2 separate regions of the Sus scrofa genome follow, and region 2 is linked to region 1. A link is a contact called in public HiChIP or PLAC-seq data. All regions are on one chromosome and are shown on one strand. Each heading gives the region's core, a stretch centred on a gene start, on an enhancer-like site or on the middle of the called end of the contact. The rest is flanking DNA. Distances are from core to core; before and after follow the strand shown.

Evidence for each region. HiChIP or PLAC-seq counts read pairs in DNA pulled down with a chosen protein or histone mark.
Region 2: a contact with region 1 is called in an H3K27ac HiChIP or PLAC-seq map of alveolar macrophages. The contact joins the enhancer-like site here to the promoter of GOT1 in region 1. A contact is called at or near these places in 1 of 5 promoter capture datasets (liver), 16 of 47 Hi-C or Micro-C datasets (alveolar macrophages, blood, embryonic fibroblasts and 11 more) and 1 of 2 datasets of contacts at active chromatin or transcription factors (alveolar macrophages).

Annotation. Positions count from the first base shown.
Region 1 is chr14:110,634,008-110,637,740 of Sscrofa11.1, forward strand. It overlaps GOT1 (glutamic-oxaloacetic transaminase 1), which reads right to left and starts at 1,818. Exons shown (of 9, transcript NM_213927.1): 1 at 1,648-1,818. The coding sequence starts at 1,765.
Region 2 is chr14:110,738,493-110,742,225 of Sscrofa11.1, forward strand. No RefSeq gene overlaps it. Among named protein-coding and RNA genes, the nearest start is that of NKX2-3, 20 kb to the left of the region's middle. Within about 2 kb of position 2,014, at least 10 of the 83 cell types and tissues checked have an H3K27ac peak or open chromatin away from gene starts, as enhancers often do. A contact at or near this core is called in alveolar macrophages, where this site is marked.

The sequences.
Region 1 (3,733 bases), core at 568-3,067:
GAACAATTTATTCTGGAACCAGTGTTAGAAATTATTTTATTTTGCAGTTCTTGAGCTGAAAAATTTCATTAAACATCTTTTATGTGACCCCTCCAAATACCAAAACAAGAGCAATATCTAATACTTATATAACTCCTACTTATGTGTCATACACTGGTCTAAGCACTTTAAAAGCATTTGATCCTCACCAAAACCCTGAAAGACAGTTTAAAGGTAATTGAGACAATAAAACCTGAGGTTTTAAAAAAAATGTATTTAGATTAATATCAATATTAGTTCTTCCTGATAAATGGAGCCCTAAAGACATATTTGGAAGTTTTGGATAGATAAAGAGCTTGAAGAGCGACCATTCCAATTCAATTCAAGGCAATCTTTCAATGTTACTCTATTCTGCTTGTTGCTAAAAACATTACCTTCCCTCTGTGGGTGAAACTATGTAGAACTGGCTTTTTTTAAATGCTTTATTATGGAAAATTTCAAATATATACAAAAATTATAAAAATAATATAATGGATGCCCATGTACCCATTATCCAGCTTTCAACAAACCAAGAACTTTCTAAAGGCTTTCTTCTCACTCATCCCCCATACTCCTTGGTGAAGACTTTAACAGGTCCTATGGACAGACACAGTCACTTGTAAGACACCTAATTCTGAACCTCCTTCTCGCCACTGCGTCTCTGCTACAAAACAGTTCAATTTTCTCTTTTCAAAATTTCTAGTCCTTTTGCTCTAAGTTTGTTCCCTAGCACAGAACATCATCCTATTCACTCTCTTCTCCCTGGCTGGTCTTTGGGTGTTGTTGAGTGTCTGTGTGGCTTCAAACATCCAAATGACAGTGACAGAAATAATACATTCACCAGAGAAGATTAAGATTAGAGTTAAATTTCAGAGGCACTCCAGTCCAAGTCTTTTTCTTAGCAGTAAGGCAAATTGAAGGCCCATGCTCTGACCTATCCAAGGTCCAAGAAAGACAAACAAGAAATAAAGACAAAGATGTGTGCAAAGTGATGCATCGCACTCCTTTTCACCATCTATATTCTTTCCACTCCTTTCACCATCCCTGCCCGTTCCCACCACATTCTTCCCAGATCGTCCCAAAGAGCATTAACGTGTCTCGAAAGAATTTTAGATCTCTATTTTATCACTGCTGATTTTAATCTCCTTGGAGCCAAAACCAAGCCTCAGTCTTTTACAGGGTTTGGTAAAGTGCCTGATTGACACCTGGTAGTCAGTCAAATATTTACCGACCCAGATCAGCGCTCCCTAGGACTACGAGTTCTCCTTTATCCATTCCCCAGCTATCAGGTCTCCAAGCCTGATATCAAACGTTCTATTTTCCCCTCTCTCCTTTCAATCATCCTTTCCCTAGGGAAAGGACGCAGTATAACACACACAATAGAGAATCGGAAAAACTGAGTTTGTGTCCTGATTGCTACACCTTCCTGTGTGTACATAGATACGTCTCCCTTTTTCAAGGACTCCATATGGCCATCTGTAAAATGGGCAGATGGAACCAAGCCTCGTGGATCTTGCCACCTCTCCGACAGAACCAAGGTGGGCCTCGGCATCTCCTACGGTCCCCATAGCCCAAGTTAGGTCCGCTCCACTCCCAGGTTGTTCACACACTTGGGCACTGCATCCTTACCTCCCACTCCTAGGTTGACCTTGCGGGGGTCCGGATCCTCCCGGAAGTCAGCAATGAGCTTAAAGACAAGGACCGGCTGGGCCTGAGGAACCTCGGCAAAGACTGATGGAGGTGCCATAGCTAGAGAGCAGGAGTCGGCCGGGAGCTTTCACCTCGCGCCCGGAGCCGCTCGGTACCGTCCAACCGCTGCAACTGGAGGAGACTCTCACCTTCACCTAGTAGGCGGGGGCGGGCCCACGGCCTCCAATGGTCGAGCCGTGTCGGGAGTTTGGCAAAGCTGTTAACCAATCGTGAGCTTCTGACAAAAAAGGCCAGGAGGGAGGGGATGCTATTAGCCAATCCAAGAAGAGAACCTTGTCAGAGGCCGGTAATGATGCAACCAATGCACTGTACGCCGGCCGAGATGGGGCGGGTCTATGGCTGATTGGCAGAGCGTCCTCCTATCACTGAGGCTGTTGTTCCTTGGCCCTACCGGTGCTGAAGGAAGGAGCCGAGCGGCAGTCGTACCGCGAGGCGGTTTCCTCGACCTTCAAGGGCCAAGAGATTAGCAGGCGGTGGCCCGCGGGAATTCCGGAGGACCGGCCTTCTGGTACCCACAGAACTGGTGTTCTAGCTGCCACGCCGCAGAGTGCGTACATTCCTGACCCATCCTGGCCTGGCTCAGGCTAGCAGCCAAATCCGGCGTCTGCACTCGGGACGGGAGTCCTCTGCCAATCGTGCCGTTCCGGAGCCCGCGCGGGCGACCTTGACCTTCTCTGCCTGAGAGAAATGTGGGTGGGCCACCTGCCTTGGTTTCAGACAGGAGGCAAGACATGACGAGAGGCAAAGCAAGGCAAGATAAGAGGAAGTGTCCAGGAGTTCCTTTCTGCCACTCTTCCAATTGCGGGCGTTTTCTCCCCTTCCTATCTGACAGGGCTTGATCCTCAAGGATCTTGAGAATATGGGCGCAGCCGCCCCCTCCAGCTTTTCTCCCACACAGGCACTCAACCAGATCTTGCTGCCATCAGCTGGCTGGTACCCAAAATCTTCTTTTAGTCTGCCTGTTCCTTCCCCAACCCCTCTCTCCACCTATTGACCTTCAAGATCCAGAACAAATGCCTCCTCCATAAAGCTATGCCTTAACCCTCACTCTGGTTAAAATTCATCTCCCTTTCCTATGCTTCTGTATCTTGTTGGCAATATTACAGTTTTAGAAAATGCCCAGTTAAGAACCTAGCTCTGGAGCTAGACAACCTAGGTTTAAATTCTAGTGCTGCCATTTACTAATCTGGGCAGATCTAGGCAAGCTACTTAACCTCTCTGTTCATGCTCCATATAATGGAGATAATAGTACTTTCCTTATGGTTGTTGTGGGGATTATGTGAGTTAATATGTATGAAGTGTTTAGTTGCATATAGTAAGCACTCCCGCAATATTAGCTATTGTCATTGCGTATCTGCCACACCCCTTGTAGATGGTAAGCTCCTTCTGGCTAGAGAACTTGCCCTGTATTGGTCTCCTTCAGTTTCTTGCACTTGGTAAGTATTCAATAAGTAGTGGAAGGCTTTTCAGAAAAAAAGCAATATCTCAGTCTCTATTCATTGGATAACACAACAAACCTCAAACATTCATGCAAAGTAATAAACGTAATCCAAAAGACCTTTGTGCAACAGGTGCCAACCTTTGTATCATCTGCATCTTTTCAGAAACAGCCTGTTTTTAAAGATAACTTTTCACAGTGTTGAATTAACATTTTCCTCTAAGATTGCAAGTTCAATGCTGAAGGTGAAATGACAGTGAACTTTCAGTGCTTCCATAAGCAGAGGCAAAGGCCAACTGCTGAGTGGGATGTTCTATGTCCCAGCCTTCCTGGAGGTTTTTTTGGGTTTTTTTTTTTTTTTTTTTTTTTGTCTTTTCTGGGGCCTCTCCCGAGGTATATGGAGGTTCCCAGGCTAGGGGTCTAAACAGAGCTGTAGCCACCAGCCTACACCAGAGCTACAGCAATGCCAGATCTGAGCCGCGTCTGCGACCTACACCACAGCTCACGGCAACACTGGATCTTTAACCCACTGAGCGAGGCCAGGGATCAAACACGCAACCTCATCTT
Region 2 (3,733 bases), core at 764-3,263, 100 kb after region 1:
CTCGCTAAGTAACAGTGTCCTCATCTGAAAACAGGGAACACCTGCCTCACCTCCCTCCAGGGGGAATGAGGATCTAGCCAGAGAGAAAATGTAACATGGGTGTGAGGTTTGAGATAGTCCACTCTCCTCTCTCGCTGGAAACAGTGGAGCCCATGTGCAGATCAAGCCCCCAGAGCTGCCCACAATCTTGCAGCCTCTTTCAGATAAATAAGCAATCCAATTGAACTCTGGTCACCATAGGACCATGGGTGCTTTTGGGCAAATTAGCAAAAGGCATCACTTCCTCCAAGGAGACATGGCTTCTGCCAGCTGCCGGGCCTAGTGGAAGGATATGGGTATCTCTTAGACCAGGCACTCTTGTTCAGTGAACAACCCACACAGCCAAACATGGAAGCTTTAGCGCCATATGTATCTATTAAACCCTCTCCTCACTCCCCGAATAATATGACACTGAATGGATATGCTGACCACATTTACTGTACACAAAAACCATCACTGTTTGGGGAAAAATTCAGCAACAAATAGGTGACTTGGCTTCTACCTGTTGGAGGAAAAGCCTTGCCCTCTCACCACGTTTGCTTGATTTCCTCAGGCACTGGGATAAACATTCCTCTTGCCATTGTCCCTACAGCCTAAAGAATTCCTCCCTTAAATGACCAAGGTTCCTACAGTAGATTTAATCCTTAAGTCACTAAAAGTGCAGATGAAGACCTGGCTTGCGAACAGTGATGAATTAGAGACTCACACTCGAGGGCAAGTGAGAACAAATAACCCTGTGATGAAAGATGACAGCCCTGGGCAGGAGCAGGGCTGCGAAGGACATTTAGACGCGTTTTCGTCTGTTTCCCCTGATGTTCTTAGCTCTCTCCATCCACTTCTCCTTCCCCTCCCCTCCCCCTCCTCCATCCTCCTTCTGCCTCTCTCTTTCTCTCTGCCTCTTCCTCTTTAAACCTCTGCTAGGCATTCTATCTTCCTCTCTCCTTCTCCCTTCCTTCTTTCTTCCCTCACTTCTCCCTTTCTGTACTAACTGACCTATAATTTGAAATGAAAGATTATTTGATAGCTTGGAGTTCCCTGGTGGCTCAGAGGGTTAAGGAGCTGGTGTTGTCACTGCTGTGGTGCAGGTTTGATCCCTGGCCTGGGAACCTTCGCACACTGTGGGCAAGGCCAAAAAAAAAAAAAAAAAAAAAAGAATAAAATAAAATAAAAAGGGAATATTTGATAGCTTGATGTGGTCTATTATTCTATTATTTGTATTGAAAAATAAGGCAATTCAATCATGGAAACAGCAGTTATATTAAATTGCCTTTTTATTTGTATATAAACTATAGTACTTTTTTCCGTGCATCAGTGATCTTTCTCTTTCAAAGGATAGAGAGCCCCCCCCCCCCCAGTTTATCCAATGCAAGAGAGCCAGCAAGGTAGCACTCATTTGATTAACATCAGGAGGAAATGCTCAGGATACCAGCATCAAGGAAGTTTTCAAATCCTATGCCAGGCTCCTTGCTTTGTTCCCAGCCTGCCCCCACCCTCGCATCCCTGGAGTTTTCTGGAGAAAGCAAATAGATCACTTCAGTGCCCCCAGACAGAAAATGGAGATCCAGAGAAACTGCATGTTTCTCCAAAGTCACCCAGCCTGTTCATGGCAAAACCTTGAGTAGAACCTATGTGTCAAGCACAACAGATACATTACACTGGGTGTATCATGTTAGGGTATCATCAGAAATAGAATTCGAGCAGTGTGATAAGACTCAGTTACCAGTTAAGTGGAATTGTGACCTCCAGGGAGATGCTAGATCATTTAAGCAACACTCATCTACCAGGTGGACCAAAGTCTATAGATTACATGTCAGATTCACGTTCACACACAATAGGTCACTCTAATGGAGGGGTCAGGGATATGGGCCATGCACACAGAAGATGATCTGTTTTCCTTTCAGCACTCAGTACGCACCCAGCACCTCCGGCGCTGACATGTTGGGCAACAGCTCACCGCAAGCAGCTGTTCCTGTTAGTGTCCGCCCCCTGCATCCTCTAAGTACCTTCTGCAATCTGCCATGTGACTCCTCTTCCCAAGAAGGCTGTGATCTGCAATTAGCAGGCAGCCTTGCTGACTGGCTTTGAGGTTTAAGTCTTGAATTCCTGAGAACACTTTGTTCTCTTCCTCTTTTCCTCCCTCCCTTCCTCCCCTCCTCCCTCCCTCCCCTCCCCCCTCTCTCCCCCCCCCCTCCCCCTCCCTCCTCCTTCCTTCCCCTCTCCTCTCCCTCCCTCCCTTCCTCCTTCCTCCCTCCCTTCCTTCTTCCCCTCTCTCTCCCTCCCTTCCTTCCTTCCTTCCTTCCTCCTCCCTCCCTCCCTCCTTCCTTCCTTCCCCTCTCTCTCTCCCTCCCTTCCTTCCTTCCTCCTTCCCTCCCTCCCTCCTCCTTCCTTCCTTCCCCTCTCTCTCTCCCTCCCTTCCTTCCTTCCTCCCTCCCTCCCTTTTCTTCTTCCTTCCCCTCCCTCCCTTCCTTCTTCTTCTTTTTTTTTTCTTTTTACAGCAACACCTGCAGCACATGAGCAGCAGCAGCTGCGGCCTGCACCGCAGCTACGGCACCTCCAGATCTAAGGGATACAGACACAATAAGCCAGGTCCCTGCCCTGCAGTTTGTTACCGTCTCATGGGGGCAGGGGAGGGGGGTGGAGGGTGCACATTCATGAAGAACAGTTTCCTGCCTCGAGGATGGGAACGAATAACTTGTGGGTCATACAGGGTGTTATTGGCCCAAGATGGGGAGGGGTGGGTGGCCAATCAAGACAGGCTTCTGGGAGGGGGTGACACATGAGCCAAGATTTGATGAATGAATAGGAGTTGGCCAGGCTAAGTGAAGAAAGGGAAAACTAGTTCTGTCAAAGGAAAGGTGGGAAGCTAGTGGGAGAGGGGCTTGAGGGAGAGCTCGGGGCAGGTTGTGCTGCTGGTGTCACTTTCTCACACTGAAGCCATCTCTTTGTTGGGGGAGAAACAGGGAGAAAGGCATAGGCTTTATTTTGATTCTAGGAACAGTTTCCTTTGGCTTTAGAACTTAGGTTGGTGTAATGGGGGACGCTGTGCAGAGGAGAGGGGTGTATGGGAACTCTCTCTTCTGTCTGCTCAATTTTTCTCTAAACCTAAAAATGTCCTAACTAAGAATGAGGTCTATTCATTTAAAATTCTATGTTGGATTGTTTAATTAGTTAGTTTTTGGAGGGGGCGGTCAGCCGATGTTCTCTCTGATATCGTTGAGAAGGTGAAAAGCCATGGAGGTCATGCTAAGGTATTTTGCTTCTCCTGTCACCCCTGTTTCTCCCTAGTGTTTCCCCATGTCCATCATCACCTGTCCAGACCAGCCTGATCTGACCATCTCTGATCCCTCCATCTTGAGTTCTTCTTCTTCTTTTTTTTTTTTTTTGTCTTTCTAGGGTTGCTCCCGCGGGATATAGAGGTTCCCAGGCTAGGGGTCTAATCAGAGCTGTAGCTTCTGGCCTACACCACAGCCACAGCAACCCAGGATCCTTAACCCACTGAGCAAGGCCAGGGATAGAACCCACAACCTCATGGTTCCTAGTCGGATTCGTTAACCACTGAGCCACGACAGGAACTCCCTCCATCTCTAGTTCTGTAGATTATACTCTAAGCTCTCTCTGGAATCATCCAGTCTGCTCCATCTCCTTTTCATTCCCTCAAGGACCCTCCACCATCATCTTCCAGCCTGACACCTTT